Linked DNA regions of Mus musculus: region 2 is linked to region 1. A link is a contact called in public promoter capture Hi-C data. All regions are on one chromosome and are shown on one strand. Each heading gives the region's core, a stretch centred on a gene start, on an enhancer-like site or on the middle of the called end of the contact. The rest is flanking DNA. Distances are from core to core; before and after follow the strand shown. Region 1 holds the start of Fastk (Fas-activated serine/threonine kinase). Region 2 holds the start of Agbl5 (ATP/GTP binding protein-like 5).

The links. Promoter capture Hi-C pulls out the DNA fragments that hold promoters and counts their contacts.
Region 2: a promoter capture Hi-C map of liver shows a contact between it and region 1, with 3 times the contacts expected there. The contact joins the promoter of Agbl5 here to the promoter of Fastk in region 1. A contact is called at or near these places in 3 of 39 promoter capture datasets (cranial neural crest, frontonasal cranial neural crest and liver).

The regions. Positions count from the first base shown.
Region 1 is chr5:24,440,818-24,447,887 of GRCm38.p6, reverse strand. Fastk (Fas-activated serine/threonine kinase) reads left to right here and starts at 2,653. Exons shown (of 10, transcript NM_023229.2): 1 at 2,653-2,822; 2 at 3,583-3,993; 3 at 4,432-4,611; 4 at 4,745-4,884; 5 at 5,493-5,706; 6 at 5,805-5,964; 7 at 6,065-6,156; 8 at 6,225-6,360; 9 at 6,438-6,552; 10 at 6,627-6,848. The coding sequence starts at 2,741. The coding sequence ends at 6,734. Tmub1 (transmembrane and ubiquitin-like domain containing 1) reads left to right here and starts at 42. Exons shown (of 3, transcript NM_022418.3): 1 at 42-131; 2 at 936-1,354; 3 at 1,615-2,425. The coding sequence starts at 969. The coding sequence ends at 1,966. It overlaps Slc4a2 (solute carrier family 4 (anion exchanger), member 2), which reads right to left. Exons shown (of 23, transcript NM_009207.3): 23 at 6,941-7,070.
Region 2 is chr5:30,886,125-30,893,194 of GRCm38.p6, reverse strand. It overlaps Agbl5 (ATP/GTP binding protein-like 5), which reads right to left and starts at 4,261. Exons shown (of 16, transcript NM_001374737.1): 1 at 3,671-4,261; 2 at 2,815-3,075; 3 at 2,425-2,596; 4 at 1,972-2,135; 5 at 1,205-1,382; 6 at 579-757; 7 at 1-190. The coding sequence starts at 3,029. Gm35795 (a long non-coding RNA gene) reads left to right here and starts at 4,240. Exons shown (of 2, transcript XR_376844.2): 1 at 4,240-4,348; 2 at 5,201-7,030. n-TYgta9 (a tRNA gene) reads right to left here and starts at 5,112; the gene lies at 5,024-5,112. It overlaps n-TAagc15 (a tRNA gene), which reads right to left and starts at 4,680; the gene lies at 4,608-4,680.

The DNA.
Region 1 (7,070 bases), core at 1,404-3,903:
CGAACTACAATCCCCACAATGCTCCCGGGCCGCGGCAGCAGGGAAGGAGAGGGACCTCAGGTGTCTGCGACCTCGGTGCCTTCGGCCCGGAAGTGCCCGAGGAGCCGAGATGGAGCTGGTGGAGCTGGGCGGTGAGTCGCTGTGCGTGGCCGCGCCCACCGGGTCGCCCCAGGCCACAGCTGGGACCTGCTTGCCCCGCCCCGAGATAGCTGGTGCCCTCCAGTAGCTCTGGGGGGCGGGCAGATGGGAGGAGTGATGGAGTAGTCGTGGGGAGGGCTAGGTCTAGGTTCTCCCCGAGGGATCAAGGGTCTGGAGACCTCTGGGTTTGGAGCCCAGGAGGCGCTGGGAGACTGCTGCGGGGTGGGCTTTGGGTGGACCCGAGAAGGTGCCGAGCTGAGTAGACAACTCCCAAGACTCCAGATTGGCCAAGGGTGGAGTTTGACATTTGGGGTTGTCTAGGAAGCTTTGGGAAGTGGTCTTTGTTGTGGGTGGGGTTTGGGTAAATGGTAAGGGGGAGGGCAGGGGGCTAGAGAGACACTTTTATCAGAGAAACTTAAGCGACAGGGCATCAGATGAGCTTTGCTATAAATAGGTGAAGGAGTGAACTTTGGGATGAAGTGAACCAAAGAATAGGTAAGCTTCTGGGTAAAGTTTGATGAAGGTTACATTTAAGGAGAGGGTTGCTTAGAAAAGCAAGGCCCTTTCTTGAACGTAAGGTTTCGGTGAATCGGGTGCTGAATGAAGATCTAGAACTCAGATAGCAAAGCTAGCACTTGGAATCTGGTGATGGGAAGGGACGTTACCCAAAAGCCAAGTTTGGGACTACAGGATGCTGCATCCTGGGTGCGCAAGCACACACAATAACTAGGACAGTTGAAGTTGGAATGACTTCTGACCAGGAAGTAGCCCCTCACCAGTTCTTTGCACCTCTCTAGCTCCTTAGCACCTCTGGCAGCAGCACGGGTGCCATGGCCTTGATTGAAGGCGTAGGCGATGAGGTGACTGTCCTTTTTGCGGTGCTTGCTTGCCTTCTGGTGCTGGCCCTCGCCTGGGTCTCAACACATACCACTGAGAGTACAGACCCCCAACCACAGCCGCCGGGGACCACAACACCAGCACAGCCCAGTGAAGCCATGTCAGCCTCTGACAGCATCAGAGAGGAGGCCCCAGGGGCTGAGAGTCCCAGCCTGAGACACAGAGGTCCATCTGCACAGCCAGAGCCTGACACAGGGGTCACAGCATCAACACCTCCAGACTCTCCGCAGGAACCCCTACTTCTACGGTTGAAATTTCTCAATGACTCTGAGCAGGTAGCCAGGGCCTGGCCTCAGGACACCATTGGCTCCTTAAAAAGGTAAGCTGGGAAGAGGGTAAGAACAAAATGCTAAAAATGGGGTGGGTGTCTATAGAAGGGTCACCCTATGAAGCTCTCCCTTATTTTCTGTTTGAAAAATCTGTCTCCTCACATTATACACCATTCCTGTTAATCTGTCCCCCAGAGGCCAGGATCTGGGTGGTCAGGTGTAGGGGTGGTGAAAATTGGGATTGGTCCTCTGAACAATGGGCCAGGACTGCCTGAGGCCTGCTCTCTTACCCAGGTCCCTCTCTCCTCAGGACCCAGTTTCCAGGCCAGGAACAGCAGGTTCGGCTCATCTACCAAGGTCAACTGCTAGGAGACGACACTCAGACACTAGGCAGTCTCCACCTGCCCCCCAACTGCGTTCTCCACTGCCACGTGTCCACGAGAGTCGGTCCCCCACATCCTCCCTGCCCACCGGGGTCAGAGCCCGGCCCCTCCGGGCTGGAAATCGGCAGCCTTCTGTTGCCCCTGCTGCTTCTGCTGCTGCTCCTGCTCTGGTACTGCCAGATCCAGTACCGGCCCTTCTTTCCCCTGACCGCTACCCTGGGTCTGGCCGGCTTCACCCTGCTCCTCAGTCTCCTGGCCTTTGCCATGTATCGGCCGTAGTGCCTCCACGGGCTTTTGGCAGTGTAGCCAGCCCCTCTGGACCTCATTCCCCAAGGCGCAAAGGGAGCTGCTGTCTGCCCAGGCCCACTTCACCCGCTGCCTGTCTTTTCCCACTACCCTGGAGCCCAGCTTTGCGCCGCAGAGGACTTCGGGTGTTAGCGGAGGCCGCTCCGTGTGATCTTCATAGCTCTAGGCCATCTCCTGGGGCTGCTGGACCTCAGCCTTCGCTGGCAGTGGGCTCTTCTGGATCAGGCACTTGCTGTCGCTGCCTTGGCCGCCAGGGCACCCCAATGGGCCCATCTTAGTGTGCTGACAGAGGATCTAGATACTTCTAGTTTCAAAGAGCTGCCTAGGCTGAATTGGAAACTGGTGGACTGGGAGACTGGTGAAGGGGAATCGAGAGGGGCAGAGTTGTTTTCTGGAATTTGTGCAGATTAAAGAAACTGTGACGTTTTCCTACCCAGTGTGTCTGTGTGTTGCTTGAGGGTGGGGAGCCCTTGTTCTACGAGAATGGAACCTGCCCTAGGTCCTGAGTGCTCAAGCTACCCCAGGGCTGGACAGAGGACCGCCACTCCCGGCACCTTTCAGCGCAAGCTCTGTGGCCCCGCCCCCGCGACGTGCGCATTTCCCGGAAGCGGAGGGCGGGGCTCGCGGCTCCTCTGCTCGCAGCGCCTGCTGGGAGCCACGTCTCCGCCGCCCTGGCGCTGGACTGCGATTGGCGTCTGGGGGCGATCCGGGGGCTGCTGGGAAGATGGCGGACTCGGTGGCCCGCTGATGAGGAGGCCGCGGGGGGAGCCCGGCTCCCGGGCCCCAAGACCAGCTGAGAGAGTGACCTACGCGGGGCCCGGGGAGTCATGTAGGGTGGCGCCTGAGGGGCGGACCTCGGGAGGGCGGCGGGAGCTGGTGTTAGTGGTGGTGACCACGGGCTGCTCGCCTCTTGGGGCCGGGACAGGGTGTGGGGGCCCCTCCCGCGGACAGCATCAGCTCCGCGCCTTGGCAGATAGCTCACTCGGGCTCGGCGCGCGCCCCGCGAGCTTGCGCTGTGTTCTCATTTCACTAGTGAGGAGGCTTAGGCAGAGAGGCGAAGACATTAGTTCAAGGTCACGCAGCTGGTAAGTGGGAGCGCCCAGCATGGGACCCAGCACCGGCCCGCTACTGAGCCTGCGTTCCACCCACCCCGCCGCCGCCGCCTCCTGCGGGACGGGGAGGTGGTCTTCAGGGCTCATCGCCCGGACCACCGGGGCTCCCAGGCTGGGTGCGACCACTAGCCCTGTGAATGACCTCAGGCTTAACCTCTCCGCCGCTCTGGGCCTGTTTCTCCGCCTGAGAAATGAGGTAACAGCCCTGAGACTCCTCATCAGCTTGCACGGAGCATCGAAGGCGATATGCATGTGAAATGTGAATAGAATTGCACTGAGCACACTTAAAGAATTAGGGTTTCTGTGTCAAGGAATGGGAGAAGAGGGGCAGACTGGGTAAGAATACCAGGGCAATCACACGGGATTTTTTTTTTTTTTAAACTTCAGGCCCTTTGGATGGGGAGTCAGGTAAGGACTAGATAGCATATTTTTCCCCTTGGAGGAAACCTCACCTGGTTTTCTGGGCCACCCCCTCAGGGTCTCCACCACCCAGCTCCATGCTTCGAATCCTGCTCTCTGCCCAGACTTCCCCTGCTCGGCTGTCTGGTTTGCTGCTCATCCCACCAGTACAGCCCTGTTGTTTGGGACCCAGCAAGTCCGGGGACCGGCCTTTTGGAGGAGGCCCTGTGCAAGGCCTTCAACGGCTTCTGGAACAGGCACGGAGCCCTGGGGAGCTACTGCGATGGCTGAGCCAGAACCCCACCAAGGTGCGAGCTCATCACTACCCTGTGGCACTCCGGCGTCTGGGCCAGCTCTTGGTGTCTCAGCCTAGGCCCTCTCCTGTGGAGCAGGCCACACTGCAGGACTTGAGTCAGCTCATCATCCGAAACTGCCCCTCCTTTGACGTTCACACCATCCATGTGTGTCTCCACCTTGCAGTGTTACTTGGTGAGGAGGGTATTGGAAGGTGTGGGTGTTTCGGGAAGAATAGAGGAAGAGAGAGCAGTAGAGGACCCAAGCCATTGATAAAACTCATGTTCCCATTCACCTCCCCAAGCACATTTGCTGATTGCTCTCTGTATCCATGGTGGATGTCCAAGTCAAGCAGCATCTTTCTAACTGCCGGGTACTAGGTTCTTCCTAATACAGTGCTCTAGGGAGCCACAGACGTATAGTCTGTTATACTCGGCACAAGGTGACTTTTGTATAAGGCTTTCCCCACACACTGTTGATACATCATGCTCACATGATACCAAATCACTCCACTGAAACAAGTATTTTCCCATTCAAGAAACGATGACAAGGAATTTGGGGACTCATTCACTCCACTTGGCAAGATGGCACACCCCAGCTCTCTTACCAGGATGGTCTTCATCCCTCTCTCAGGCTTTCCATCAGATGGACCACTCCTGTGTGCCCTCGAGCAGGAGCGCAGGTCCCGTCTCCCTCCAAAGCCACCCTCCCCACATCGGCCTGCCATCTATGGTGGTCAAAGGTTGGAAGTGGCCCTGAGCTGCCCCCGTTTCCTGCAGTACCCTCGTCAGCATCTGATCAGAAGCCTGGCAGGTGCCAAGGGTTAAAGGCAGAAGGGAGGCAAGGGATGAGATGAAGCCACTGGGATGAACCACCTGGGCTAGAGTGCAATCTAGCCCACAGGAGTCTTCCTTGAAGACACTGTATGACAGGCTGTTCTTCACAGAGGCAAGGCCAGAAGAACTGACTCCTCACGTAATGGTGCTTCTGGCCCAACACCTGGCCCGGCACCGCTTGCGGGAACCCCAACTTCTGGAAGCCATTGCTCATTTCCTGGTGGTTCAGGAAGCCCAGCTCAACAGCAAGGTGGGCTGGCCCCCCACCCTTCCACGTTTCTCTGAGTTGTCCTTAGCAACTTGGTCAGGCCCAGCCCCTATCCAGCTTGTTTGGCTTCTCCTGGAGCAAGCATTCCAGCTAGGCTGTGTTCCTTACCCCAGGACATCTGTCTCTTGCTCACTGGTTTTCCAACTCCCATAATCAGTAGAGTAGTATGTCTAAGGCCTTGAAACTTTCCAACGCTCCTGCATAGCTGCTTAGTTCTGCTCTAGTCCTGTGAGCCATACCCCACAGTTATGTTCCTACTATGATATGTAGCTCAAGACACTGCTTAAGCTGCAGAACTTGGGGCATGTGCTGATACGGAGGGCATTCTGCCTTGAAAGCAATTACTGACTCAACCAGGCCTCCCTGAGGTTGTACCTATCAAACATGCCAGAGAGCTTGGCATAGTGGCATGTGCCTTTAATCCTGGCACAGCGGCAGTAGCAGGAGACTCTGGGTTCGAGGCCAGCCTGGTCTGCATAGCAAGTTCCAGGTTAGCTTTAGAGACATAGAAAGACCCTGTCTCAAATGGGAGAAAGTAAGAAAGACACAGAGCGGAGTTTCCTGCTGGATAATGTTGCCTTTTTCTGCAGGTGGTACAGAAGTTGGTCCTGCCCTTTGGGAGGTTGAACTACATGCCCCTGGAGCAGCAATTTATGCCCTGCCTTGAGAGGATCCTGGCTCGGGAAGCAGGGGTGGCACCCTTGGCCACAGTCAACATTTTGATGTCGCTGTGCCAGCTGCAGTGCCTGCCCTTCAGAGCCCTGCAGTTTGTCTTTTCTCCCAGTTTTATCAACCACATCAATGGTATGCACACGAAATGGCTGGTGGGGCCAAGAGCTGTAGGGCGGGGGCATGCCCAGGTGTCAGCCGCCCAGTGTCCCCCAGTCCCTGCTTCCCCACAGGCACCCCTCCTTCTCTGATTGTGCGACGCTACCTCTCTCTACTCGATACGGCTGTGGAGCTTGAACTCCCAGGATACCAAGGCCCCCGCCTTCCCCAGAGGCAGCGAGTGCCCATCTTCCCACAGCCCCTCATCACTGACCGTGCCCGCTGCAAATACAGGTGGGCTAGGGGAGGGGCAGCCCAGGAGCAGAGCAGGAGAGCCAGAGCCAATGGTTCCTAACAGAAGATACTTTCCTCTACCACTGTGCTTTCCTTTTAGTCACAAGGACATGGTCGCTGAGGGGCTGCGCCAGCTATTAGGGGAAGAAAACTACCGTCAGAATCTGACTGTACCTCCGGGCTACTGCACAGGTGAGGTGTGGATGGGAACGGGTGGTCAACAGTTTAAAGCTTAAGGCTAAGGCTTATCTGTCCTGCAGACTTTCTACTCTGTGTGAGTAGTTCTGGTGCTGTGCTGCCTATGAGGACACAAGACCCCTTCCTGCCCTACCCACCACGGTCCTGCCAACAGGACCAGGCAAACTTTAACTCCACAACCCAAGACCCTGCCCAAAGGTAGGGAAAATGAAACAGGGTTGGGAGCCTTGGTTGCTGGTCTAACAGCAGCCTGAGCCAAGCCCCCTGCTCTCCAGGGTGGTGCTGATGCTGAGAGAACGCTGGCATTTCTGCCGAGACGGCAGGGTGCTGCTGGGCTCGCGGGCCTTGAGGGAGCGGCACCTGGGCCTAATGGGCTACCAACTCCTACCGGTAAGAAATTGTCCCACTCAGTGGGTGCATGTGTTCCTGTAGCCAACTCACTGTAACCTGCCTTCTCTCCACAGCTGCCATTTGAAGAGCTGGAGTCTCAAAGAGGCCTGCCCCAGCTCAAGAGCTACCTGAGGCAAAAGCTTCAGGCCTTAGGTCTTCGCTGGGGACCTGAGGGTGGGTGAGGAGGTACACACAGGGCTCAGGATGGATCCCCTATGGGGAGGAGGGCAGACAATTTGCACTTTGGCTTCCTGTTATTATTATTATTTTTTTCATTAAAACCCCTTTCCTTCCTGATGCTAAGTCTTGTTTCTGGGATAACTGGGCTGGGCCACCGCATCTTTCCATTCATGACCCCCACCACCAAAGACACAAGACCAAGCCTAGGTTGGGGTTGAAGCACTTTACTGCAGGATAGGGAGAAGGGGGCTTTAAATTATTCACTTAAATAAAAATGAGGAGGGGCAGGAGGAGAGGACCCCCAGCCCTCACCCCTTAGTCCCTCTGCTGTGCCTCTG
Region 2 (7,070 bases), core at 3,012-5,511, 6.4 Mb before region 1:
CTCGAGGTCAGAGAGAGGGGCTTCCGGAGGGAGATGGAGAGTGGGTTGCTGGTTCGTGGGACTCTTGGCGTTGAGCCTCGAGTGCACGTGATGATAAAGCAGCACAGCTTTGGCGCCATAGATGGCCGGGTGCAGGACGGCATCAGGCTTCAAGTACTGACGGTTCAGATTCACTCCACGGGAGTCCGTGCTGTAGGAAGACAGGACTCAACAGGCTCTAGATGTCTGGGCCACCAAAGGAGACATTAGGGTAGGTGACAAGGACACTGAAGACTTGTAAAGTGAAAGGCTTAAGTCATGCTGGAAAGAAGGACAGAGCCTTCCTTCATGTGCGGTCATGCCACCATAGTCCACGGACAGTTCCCTCCACCCAGCTAGTCTTCACCGACATTTGCTCCCACCCAGGATGTGTTCACATGATTACACCCCTCTCAGCTCAGTGGAAGATTAGAGGGGCTTGCCCTGGTTAGGGTACAAGAGGCCTGGAAATACAAACCAGTCAGAAGGCTGGCTGACCTGCACAGCCAAGTGAGACATGAGACTGGAGAAAAGGCAGAAAGGCTGTTTTGGCTACTTACCGGTAGTGGCCCCGGACCACACCATCAGGGTTTAACATGGGAATCAACTTAAAAACAAAGAGTCGACGGAGAGTTTGTGCCCGGGGATCATCAGGTCGAAGGATGAAGTCCAGAAAGCCATTGAACACAAAGCTAGATGGAGTCTCTCCAGGGTGTACCCTACTGCTTAAGAAGAATATCTGAGGTGGAGAAGGAAGCAGACAGGAGGTCAGTGGCGCTATACTTCCACCCTGACAAGGGTGGGCAAGAGTAGTTGAGGCAGAAAGAGCCTTTTCTAGATGGCTGTTTACCAGAGGTACAGGATTGTTAATCCTCTACCCTGGGGTACAAGATAAACCGGGTCCAGAATGTGTAGAGGTAACAGCTGTAAGCTATCCACAGTGGCCGGAGATAGGATGAGGTTAGATTACTGTTTTACTTCTGTGTATGTCAACTGATATATGTGGGGGCCTGTGGAAGCCACAAGAAGTCATTCTATCCCCTGGAGCAGGAGTTACAGGCCACGGCACAGTGTGGGTGCTGGGAACCAAACAAGGATCCTTTGTAACAGAGTATTAAGTATTCTTAAAACTGAGCCCTCTCTTCCACCCAAGAATACGGCTTTCATGTTCTTCCCACTTACTTACCCTTTTGCCTGTGAAACGGAATGGTCGGGGAGTGCCGAGATCAGGAAATAGCTGCTCTAGTCGGGGCTCCCGATCATCTCGAAGCCCATGGCAGGAAGTGATTGTTAGTAGATCTACACGAAGTCCATCCAGAGAATAGCAGAGAAGCTCTCGGTGGTAATAAATACTATCCAGAGGACTACAGGGATAAAATCAATAGTTAGAAGTCCCTAAAGTCCTAGCACCAGGCATGCAGGCAGCATTGCCAGCTCAGGACTTAAATTATCTGGTCCCTCACCATGACTTTTGGGTCCTCATAGTCGCTTGAACTGGTGAGGCTAAGGGTATGTGTGGGCTCGCACTGCTAGGTGCAGACACAGGACTGAAGCTTTTCCTATCATCAGGTTGGCAGCAAGCTCCCTTCTGTATGCACTGAGCTGTCTTGCTGTCACTCCTCCAGCTCTATTATTTAAGAGTAAGTTTTTTGTTTGCTTTCCTAATTTGTGGTACATCAGGATAGATTAATCTGTGTACATAGAGAGTTGCCCTCCGTAGAGGAAGATGAAGAAGACATGCTGAGCAGCCACAGTGCTGGCTATACTCAGGATAGCTCAAGAGAACTGGAGGAGCATGCGTTGGGCAGGTGATTATGGTGGCAAAGGAACACCTTTGTCTACACGTGGACAAGACTGGTGACGTTTTGGCTAAGAGCTCTTAGAACAAATGCTGGGAGCAGCAGAGGTACTACAGAATCCACAGTATAGTAGGGGGAAGAATGGGGTTAGCACCTGCTATGGGTAGAGTAATTCTCTGAAAAGCGCTGGTCTAGCTGGCTCAGCAGATCCTGGCAGTCACTGTAGGAGAAGGGGTAGCAGAAGGCGAAGAAGGTGGTGGCTCCCCGGCCCTCTACGAAACGGTGAACAAAGGATAGCACAAACTGTGTCTCTGTCATCTGGGGAGCAGAGGAGGAAGAGGGGGCAAACATGTCATCTGTGTCAGCACTGAGCTCCTCCTGTGGGGATGCTGGGAACTGACCTCATGCCTCTCTCACCTTTACCAACTCCCTCCCTCTGACACTCTCCACATGAGAACCAGCTTCTTCAGGCTTGCTGAAGCAGGGGCTCAGCTTGGACCCCAGCTAGGGGTGGAAGAAAGAAGATACTAAAAGCTGCCTGGTCCTCTCTCTCAAAAATGTGTTTCCTCTACCAACACCCAGTCTTCCCTCCTACTGGAGAACTTACCTCAAAGGTGGGCCGCTCTCTAATGCGTTCCCAGCGTGGCCGGGAAGGCAGTGTGCGCACAAAGGGGGCCATGCCCTGGGAATACAGTTTGCTTTGCTTGTTCATGTTCATAATGTTGATCTTGATAAGCTTTCCTGGAGTCCCTCCCCGGACACTGAAGTAGAACCATGACCTGAGAGCCAAAAGAGAGACCAGCTGTTGGCTGTGGGAGGGCCAGGGAGAGGATGTGGGGAAAGCTGAATCAAATCAAGTCCAAACAGCAAAGGGCTATCTGGTAAGGAGGGAAGGGGGGAGGGTTTACAAGAGATACTGTGCTGGTGCTCAAAGTCAATGCCTGACTATAGGATGCATCCAAGCACTCGGCCTTCCCACCCCCTGCAGTCCTCATACCTGTTGCCATTTTCATATTCCGTTTCAGCACAGTCAGGCCGGGTCCACACGTTGAACTCGTAGTCAGGGGAAGCAGCAGACCCACTAGCGGGGGCTGTTGCCACCCCTCCTACGCCTTCCCCATCACTAGACACAGTCTCCACCTTTTCCACATGGGCTAGGTTCCCTGAATCAAAGCGAGAACTGAACAGCAATCCCCCACAGCGCAGCTCCATGGTGGGGCTGGGAAAGCATCCTCTTGCCCCACACAGGCCCTGAGAGCTGGGGGGAAAAAAAATCAAAGTTGGGATAGGGAGGAAGGGCAGAAAATGAAACAATGTGTTTGGTATGTCTGGATAAATGAGAAATGTCTTTTCTACTCTATGAAGCAAAACGCTCTTATTCATAGAAAACCTGGAAGTAGCCTTTCAGTAAGATCAAGAGAAAGCACAACTCTGTCCCTGGACACCCAAGGAGTATGAGCGACCTAAAAACACCCTATTTTACTACATCACCACCGTTCCCCAATCGAATGCTCACTAGCTTCCTTAGTTGAGTTGGAAAACGCTAGATTCTCAAGCTTTTTAACAACCTAAGAGGCAGAGACTCGAGGTCGGGTGGTTGCCACTGACTCTATGAGGGAGAGGCCATATTAAAATTTCCTATATTGGCTTTGTACTGGACAGCCCGGAGCAAGAAGAACCAAGTTTCTAAGTGTAAATGGTAGCTTCCTTTCTTTACCTCTTTTGTCTTCACAAGCACCGACTGTAATTATACTCGTTTCTCGGAGACCTTGAAGAGCGTTGCTACCACCCCCTTCCTCTACTACGCCTATTATGAAAACGTAGCCTATGCCCGGCCAAAGCCACTTGCTCACCTGCCCTGAACCTCAGTTCCAATTAGGGTCTGTTTCCATCCTCCCGCCCTGTAGACACGAGCCCGTGCAAAAGCTACCCTCGAAGGTGTGGGTAACGGGCGTCCTAAGCACCCCTAGGAAGGCTGGGCCAGTAGAGTCCCGCTTGGAAGCAGCAGGCAGCTCCTCGATTCGCGAGGACCCTCGCGCTGCCTGGCTTGTCCAGGGCAGGGTGGGGTTTGGAAGCGTGGGAGGGGTCGAGACAGGTACACTGGCGGACAGGAAGGCGGGTCCTAGGGGTCAGAGGTGAGGCCACAGGAGCAGAGGGAGTCAACCAAAGGCGGGGTCGGCGGGCCGGCCGCGGCAGGCCGGGGGGCGGGGTGGCATTCGACGGGGGCTCCGGCAGAGCGGGCTGAGAAGGGGGCGGGGCCTGCCGGCGGGGCCGCAGTCCACGCGAAGCCCCTCACCTCTCTCCGGGCCGCTGCTCCCGCTCCCTCTCCCGCTAGCGAGGCGGCACCTCGGGCCCCGGCACCCGGGCCCTCCACCCGGGACCCACACAAAACCAGAGAGCCGCGGTGCCGGGACCCCACTCTGCCAGGAAACAAGAAGTCTCTTGCCTATTGGCCGCAGCTGCAGCTGGCTACCCGCCCAGTAAAGCGCACTGCCATTGGTCGCCACGCAGGGTTCCGTGCACGTTGGCAGGTACCTGTGAGGGGGCCGTTTGGGGGCTTCCGCGGGCCACCGCCGTGTGCGGCTCACTAGGCGTCTTCTCTGTAGGCGGTTAACGGCCCGCCTCCCCGAGGCGGGAAAGACAGAGCAGTGAGCAGGAAACAGGAAAAGACTTACCTGTGAATAAGAAAATAGCATGTGAAGCCGATCTTTGTTTACCGTGCTCCTAGCTCTACTGTGTAACGAAACGTGGACACAACAGATCATGAGCCTGATGGTGTGTAAAAGGAAGTGGAGGATGCGGGCATCGATCCCGCTACCTCTCGCATGCTAAGCGAGCGCTCTACCATTTGAGCTAATCCCCCAGCTGTAGTGCTGTACCTTCCTGTAACCTTTACAAGGTTTCCTGAGACTCAGTTTTCTAATGTAGTTCACAATATAAAGTAGGATGGAGCCCTCAGCAAGATTTTGAAACAGAGCCATGTAATACATACATAAGCAATAAGGACTTTTCTTGAAGTACATGTCACTATAGCTTTAACACCTAATATGCGAACAAGGTACGTTGTACTTCGACTACTTAACTGCTATATGTACTCAAGGGGTTTTCAACGTAGCCAGGAAAATACACTGCCTATCCTCAAGTAAGCGTTTCCCCCACGGAGCAATTGACCTAGGGTGTAGGTAAACTAAAAGTAGTGCACGAAGTCCTTCGAGCCGGAATCGAACCAGCGACCTAAGGATTACCATATTGTACTGACTACAGTCCTCCGCTCTACCAACTGAGCTATCGAAGGCCCCGCTGCGTCGGGCTGCTGCAGTTTTCCCTCTAATGCTTACCAAGATTTTTTTTTTTTCCCTAATGTGTTTCTGCGTAAACTAAAGGATCCCGGGCCAGAAGAAAGGCGGGCTTGCAGGCTCGCACCCTGCGGCAGGAGCTCGCCGTGAGCCGGATTGAGGCTAAAGCTGGGGCGGCCTTCCTCTCGCTAAGCAGACATTAGTTTCGGTGTTTGGGACTACGAATGCTGCTTCTGCTCCAGGTTTCCTTTGGTTTTCGGCGTGATGAAAGTATATAAAGCATGTTGTTCTGATGATGCGAAAGACATTCGCTCCGTCAGCTGAAGTGTCGGGGTCCATTCACCGAGACCCAGGCCAGAAGGGAAGACCGAGCCACGGGAGCGAGGGACCCCTATGCCCTGGACGCTGGGATGCAGCGGCGGCCCGGACTCCTACTCTCCGAGCCCACTGGCTGGGTGCAGTCCCAGGTCCTGCCCTAGTCGCTTATAACCTCGCTTTTATGGTCGAGGTCTGGGAAAGGTTTCCGCCCCACCTGGGCTTCACTGCCAACCAAGTGTCTTCTCTGCCGTGATGGGTTGACCCCTTATCTGGCTCACGTATTTGTTGCTCTTCCTCACAGGGCCAGCCCTCTATTGGCTCACAGAAAGCTCACCCATTTTTTTAAACAAAGGAACAAACTCAACGCCCAGGTCCTCTGTGCAGTCTGCTCTGACTGGCGGAGTGGTTGGGTCCAGGAACCCTCCCCCAGTCGCAGTTCTGAAACACCCAGCTAGGTAGAGAGGTGGTTTGAAATCTTACTTAGATTTCATTCTGATGGGGGGGGCGGGGGGGAGCGTGTTGCTACCGTGACCAAAACTCATCTGCCTATAGTTCTCAAGGCATGCCCTTAGCATTTGAAGCAGTTCATATTTCTCTCTTTCTCCTCCTCTCCTTCTTTTCCTCATTACAACCCCCTACCCCACTATCTGTCTCTCCCTTGTTTTATTTTTGTGAAGCCTTTAAAATTTGAGGTTCATATAACATACTTATCCCTTTGTTTCTCAAGTCTACAGCACCAAGTATTCCCAAAGGGGTCTTCCACCTACACTGATCAGGGAAAGTCCAAGTGAGCGTTTTAGTGACCTGTAGTACAATCACAATGTTGTACAAATGTCACCTCTCTATTAGAGGGCTTGTTTGTTTTTAATGTTCAGGCTGGAGCCCGGGACCAATTTTTTCTCCAACTCGAAGAGATTCGCCTGTTTCTGCATCCAGAATTCTGAGATCAGAGCATGCACCAGCACATCCCATCAAAACTTTTAAGTCACTAGGAAGAACATTCATTGCCTTTCAAGTAATCGCTCCCAGCTTCGCTTTCCTTCTTTCTCTGGCAACTACTTGTTAACCGGCTTCCAGTCTCGTTCTCTTTCTTTTCTTTTCTTTCTTTTTTTTTTTTAGGAATGTATCTAGGAATTGGATTGTAACATAGCATATTTAATTCCTTAGGAATGGCCAAGCTACTTCCCAGCGGCAACATTTGTAAAAGGTTTTATTAGCATATATGAACTATAAATACTGGGTTTTATTAACGTTCTTATCCTTTGTTTTGTTTTGATCCCGTGAGTTCTTTGTTACACTCCTGATAAGTTTCCGTCTTCCCAAGCAGTCCCTGCCCTCCTCTCTCCTTTTTTTTTTTTTTTTTTGTATGTTAAAGCATGGGCTAGAGCTGAATGCAACACCAGAAGTGTGCATGGATTCTAATTTCTCCACAGCCTTGTCAATGTTTACTTTAATAAGTTGAACTCAGTTACTCAATATCACTTCCTGATGTCATCAAAGACATTTTGAAATTATTTTCCATCTTTTGATTTTGACACTATTTATCTTGTTATGGGAGAGTTTATATTTAAATTTTCAGTATAAATACTGTTACTGTTATTATTCTGGTTTTATTGTTGTTTTGAGACAAGGCTGCTCC